Linked DNA regions of Danio rerio: region 1 is linked to region 2. A link is a contact called in public HiCAR-type data. All regions are on one chromosome and are shown on one strand. Each heading gives the region's core, a stretch centred on a gene start, on an enhancer-like site or on the middle of the called end of the contact. The rest is flanking DNA. Distances are from core to core; before and after follow the strand shown.

Region 1 (2,804 bases), core at 79-2,578, 130 kb before region 2:
GTATGTGTACAAATGATTGTGTATGGATGTTTCCCATTGATGGGTTGGATAAGTTGGCGATTCATTCTGCTGTGGCGGCCTCAGTTTAATAAAGGGACTAAGCCCTAAAGAAAATGAATGAATTATTAATAATAATAACAATAATAATAATACTATTTTATATATAATGTAATAACAGTTGCATGTTCACAGTTCTGTAATGTTTACACTGACATGTATTAAGATATTATAAATTATTATTATTTCTCATTATTAGTTATTCACAGAAGTTTGGGAAATTATATTATAATGTAATGTAATATTTAATGCATTTTGATGTTGATTTTCTTTCTTTCTGGTTTCTGCTATATCAATATGGTATATTAATTAGTGAGAAAGATAAAACATTAAACAAAAAGCTACCTAAAGTCAAAAAACATCAACTAGAATAAACATTTTTACAAAGTAATCTGTAACAATCTACTTTTCTAAGTAATTCATTCAGCATAGCCTGCTGCAAATGGGATATCTTTAATGCTATCCATTTTTTTTTGTCCTATGCTGATGATGACTATGCAAGTCAATTGTGATCATTAAGAGTTGGCTTGTTTAAACAGAGATTACAAGACCTAGACCACCTTGGAACAAAAACAAAACAGCAGTTGGCTCGTCACAAAACCAGTTTGACCACTTTAAGCAAACATGACATGCTTTATCAGCAGCAACACAAAGCTAATTCACTACATTTAAATGATGTTCATTTACAAATTGTTTTAAAGTTTATTTAGAATGACTGTCTATTTAAAATACTTAATAAAGACATAATTCAAACATTGCTTTCAGAAATAGCCATCTATGCAAAAAAATAAATTGCATCTACATTCACTTTGCAATTTGCTTTGTGCTGTAGCTATTGTGAATGAAAGCAATATAACCAGGAATGTACACAATGCACTGCTGTTCTGAACAAGACATCTAGTATGTCTTCAAAAACAACTTACTTCTGTTTCTCTGTCTCGTGTGTAGCACAAGGGGACCAACTAGAAGTAAAAATGTCAACGTAAACATGAAATAAAGGGAGAGAGAGAGAGAGAGAGAAAAAAAACAAAGACAAACGAAACCAACCTCTTCGAACGTAAATCATGATTCAACTCTTCTCACAGATGATGTTCATCCACTTTACAGTAAGCGAAGATGTAGAAATGCCAGTTTTTCACCACATCACACGGGTATTTTACCATTAGACCACTTCTTTAAATAGTTCGGCTGTGTTGTCCTTGCCAGCTGAACTGCTGAATAAACTTGTAGGCTTTAGACTCTCTAAAAGCACAAGAAGACAGACTTATGACAGTGCAAAGATACTACAGAAGTATTCGACCCATTTTTTTCCCAAACTCGATCAACTCGTTTTTTAGGATTCTAGTTTGACAACTTCCTTTGAATGAAACAGGCGAGATTAGACTTCAGGAATGGTATAAAAAGTTATCAGTATCCTGATTCTTACTCATTTTGAAGATCCCTTCGGATGTCCATGTTGCTTTTTCTAAACTTTAGCTGTGCATAAAACGAATTAGCGGTACAATGAAAGTTAACAAAAGGTTATTTCCGTTTGCTTGTAGTCTTGTATATTTGAGTTTCTGGCTGCAGGGCGCTTTACTGCGTTTGTCGTTCAGCAATTAGGCAGCAAAACCACTAGATGGCGCTGCCGACTACAGGAAGGAACACGTGTGTTTACAACACGTGGGCCCAGTGGCCACACTTTTTCGTATGAATGGGCCAAAAACCACATATCAATAGGTGCGTTCGACATGAAGCTCAGCTGCAGCCGGTGATCAACGAGATTAGCCGAGCGCAGGCGGGGCGGAGTTGAAAACGGAGCCGTCAAGACGGACAGCTGGACACTTCGGGACTCAAAGTTGCTGCAGTCATGATGACCGATCACATGGCGTCATCATATTTTTTTGTTATTTTTATTTATAACAACAAAACATTTACAAATAAAACAGAATACAGGCTATTCAAACTGTAGTTCCTTTTTAAACAATAAGAGAGAATTATGAATAAAATATATAACAAATGCATGAGAGAAATAAGAGGAAATGAGAGGTTAATATAAACATAAAAACGAACAGGTCTATTAAATACAAAGCAATAAGCATAAATTATAGGAGTTAAACATCAATCTTTAGGCTAATACTTCTTGTTTGAATCTGCTAAAAAGGGTTTACATATATGTACATTTATAGATATAAAAATTTCCCATGTAAAAAGCAAAACAAGGTGTTTTGATTAGGTCTTAATAAATGAGATTATTTTGGATAATGAATGAATTTTCAAAAAAGCATTTTAATCCAAAAAGATTGTGTTGAAAAGAACAAAAGGTAAAATAAGTGAGCTATGTAGAAGTTTCCCAGAAAGAGCAGGTAGCCTTTAAACTGCTAGACAGGAAATAAAATATATATTTATATTATAATAATAAAACCATTTTATAATTATTTAATAAAATAGTTCTTTACTTTAATTTGTTAAGAGAGCTTTAGGGTGGCAGGATCAATGATGATGATTTTCTTATTTCAAGTCTGTAAGACTTATTTGAGTTCATATTTAGGTTATTCACTAAAATATACACTAAAATATATCATTTAAATCGTTCGTGGAGATGAATGCAGTAAATAGTCTGTATAAAAAAGTAAAAAAATAAACCTGTGCAAACAAGCTAACCTTTATAACCAGATTATTTAACAAAAGATGATACTGCAGTAAAATATATGTAGTTTTTTAATAAGCAAGATGTGTACAGGATAGAGAGGGTGTGAAAAGTGAAT
Region 2 (2,718 bases), core at 53-2,552:
TGAAGACTTCAACAGGATTTCAACAGGATGTGGCATAGGATTTGAAATGGAACATTAAACATGTAATATTAGTAAAGGTAAATAGGAAAGAACTTTAGACAGGAATTTGTGGGATAATTGTAATTTCATTGTTAGTTTCATTCCCGTTTTGGGAAAGAATATTTTTCCATCTGTTTATGGAATATAATTTTGTAAATGTAAATGGTCTTTGTGGTTTAATTTACATTCGGAAGTCTTTAAGTATGTGTATGGGTTTTGACAATAAAATATTCATATTTAGATAAACTTAATCATTGTTTTTATTTCGCATCTTGGTTGCACAAAACATGCTCCATCTTGACATTAACATTATTACAGTAGAATTCCCCACACAAAGAAATGCTTTGGAACAACTCTAATGTCTTAATTTGTGAGAAATGTCTTTTTATTGATAGGTAGTCTGAAAGAGGATTTGTTTTTGTGGTGGACTTATTTAAAAATTATGGCAATATTCAGGATTATGTAGAATTGATGACATTGTGTAATTTCTTACTGCCAGCCAAATCCTTCAATTGTGTTATAAGTCGTTCCGGCATTCCATGGAAGAGAGCATGGTTATTACCTGAAAAAAATCAGCATGATTAACAAAATAGGAGAGATACATATTAAGATTTTGCATAATGTATTTCCTAAAAATTCCTAAATTGCTTATTATTTTGATATATCTAATTTGTGTACTTTTTGCAATATACATGAAGAGATTTTATTTCACTTATTCTATAGTTGCACACACATTAAACGTTTTTGGAATAACATTATTTTTTATTTATCGTCCATATTTAAATATGATTTAGACCACATATATAGTCTGTATTTCTCTGATAATTTTTTTTGTTAATTTTTTTTTACACTGTACATTTTTATACACAAAATAAGTTCTTAAAGGCAATACTTAGATTTTTATAATACTTAATACTTAGAGTTTTTTTTTTCTCCTCTTAATTTTTTGTTATTGAATTTTTCTTCTGTCCAGTAATGTTATTATTCTTGTATTTAATAATAAAAAAGATATTAAATTAAAATAATTAGAAATGTCCTTGCTTTATAAAACTAATTTCGAAGTAATTCAATATGTTTTCAAGGATTATTTGATACTGTATATTTTGTTATATTCAAAAAAATCATACATTCTATTAAATATTATCTGTAACAATGCATCATTGATTTTGTGCTGCGCAACGTCGACATGACGGCTCTGCTTTCCGGAAATCTGCTTCGCCAATCCCGTTGCAGCAATCAAGTCACGTGATTTTCGAAACCAGACCTCGAAATTTGAAATGTGGAAACAGATCGCTAGTGCCTGTGAATAGACAACACTGCTGCTAATAAATTAAACTCTAAACAAAGCTTTGGACAAAACGTAAGTATTATTGTCCTTATTAAACATCTACTATATGTTTTAAGCTTAAATTTCTGTCGGTAATTAGTTCAACCGCTGAAGCTGCATGAGTTGTGTCTTATTTATGTAACGTTATTTTTTGTCACATACAAAATGCTCGCATAAATAACTATCGAAAGTTTTATAACCAGTATTTTATTGTGTATTTGGTTTGAAATGTATTTGCCTATGACTGAAACGTGTCGTAATCAAATGGGGAACTACATAACATTGTGCTACTGTTAGCAGGACTTTGGCCTCCATTTGTTTTCCTGGCTGAAGATGGCATCACTTTCTCACAGTGGTAACGTTTATGGGTTTTCTAATCAAAATCTGTCTAAACTATACTTACAAAAAAGTAATTGTTTCGTGGTACAGCGATAAATCTGATGTTATTATCCTGGTACTTGTCAGAAAAAGTACCATGGTACATGTCTAAAACAACACGGTATACCACAGTGTACGTTTTGTGTTAGTGTAGTATGACAGCAACACCGAAAATAATTTGGTAAATTATGTATATTTTATTTTTTAATTTGCTTTGCCGTTTATTATTGTCACTTTTACTTGCAGATTTTGTTTCACTGGCTGAGGAGAAATTTGACTTTGACGTTTCCTTGTCACCTGGAAGGTTTGTTTTCATTGTTAAGTATGTAAAATCAATGTTGTCTAAAGTTAAAATGTTTTGTTAATCAATATCTTAAAAGATAAATTAGCATTATTGAGACTCAAATAAAAAGCTAAATTATTAAAAAGAAAAATGAAAAAAAAAATTTATTTGTGTTTGTTTGTGAGAGAATAATTTTGCTCAGTTTTTACCTGACAAAAACATGGGAAATATAAAAACTAAATATTAACATGCGATTTCTGCCAAAACATGAAATGAAGTGTTTTAGCATGTGTTGATGCTCATTTTAGTGCAATTTATTTAAAAGTACTTGTCTTGTAAATCTACCGATGCCTCTAGTTGAGAACCTCTTCTTTGATAAGTGCTACAAAATATGAACTGTACTGTGGTTTCCCTTTTTAACACATGAAATGCTCTCTCGTAGCTCTAAAGGAGATTATGAAGTTGAAGATGAGGTCTTCGTGGGTCCAGTCAGTCATAAAGAGAAATGCATCTCTCATGGTGTCGAGACTCACGTGAAGGACAATATAAGCAGTGGTCCATCTCTGGGAGAAGAGCCCAGCTGGAGTCCACTTACTGGAGAAAAGTTTGATGAAATCTGCAAAGAAGCTCAACAACTCGCCAGCCACATAGAGCAAACCATCACTGATTCTGCAGCCGAGAGCAGCGTTGT

Evidence for each region. HiCAR-type assays count read pairs that join an accessible place to other places.
Region 1: a contact with region 2 is called in a HiCAR-type map of caudal fin, with 6 times the contacts expected there. The contact joins the promoter of zgc:101783 here to the promoter of gtse1 in region 2. A contact is called at or near these places in 5 of 18 Hi-C or Micro-C datasets (caudal fin, embryo, hematopoietic stem cells and 1 more) and 1 of 4 datasets of contacts at active chromatin or transcription factors (caudal fin).

What each region holds. Positions count from the first base shown.
Region 1 is chr25:20,984,214-20,987,017 of GRCz12tu, reverse strand. It overlaps zgc:101783, which reads right to left and starts at 1,328. Exons shown (of 9, transcript NM_001004622.1): 1 at 1,105-1,328. The coding sequence starts at 1,123. LOC141380956 (a long non-coding RNA gene) reads left to right here and starts at 306. Exons shown (of 2, transcript XR_012400389.1): 1 at 306-1,776.
Region 2 is chr25:20,851,446-20,854,163 of GRCz12tu, reverse strand. gtse1 (G-2 and S-phase expressed 1) reads left to right here and starts at 1,302. Exons shown (of 12, transcript NM_001020625.1): 1 at 1,302-1,399; 2 at 1,667-1,721; 3 at 1,991-2,048; 4 at 2,470-2,718. The coding sequence starts at 1,700. It overlaps atp2b1b (ATPase plasma membrane Ca2+ transporting 1b), which reads left to right. Exons shown (of 20, transcript NM_001135631.1): 20 at 1-277.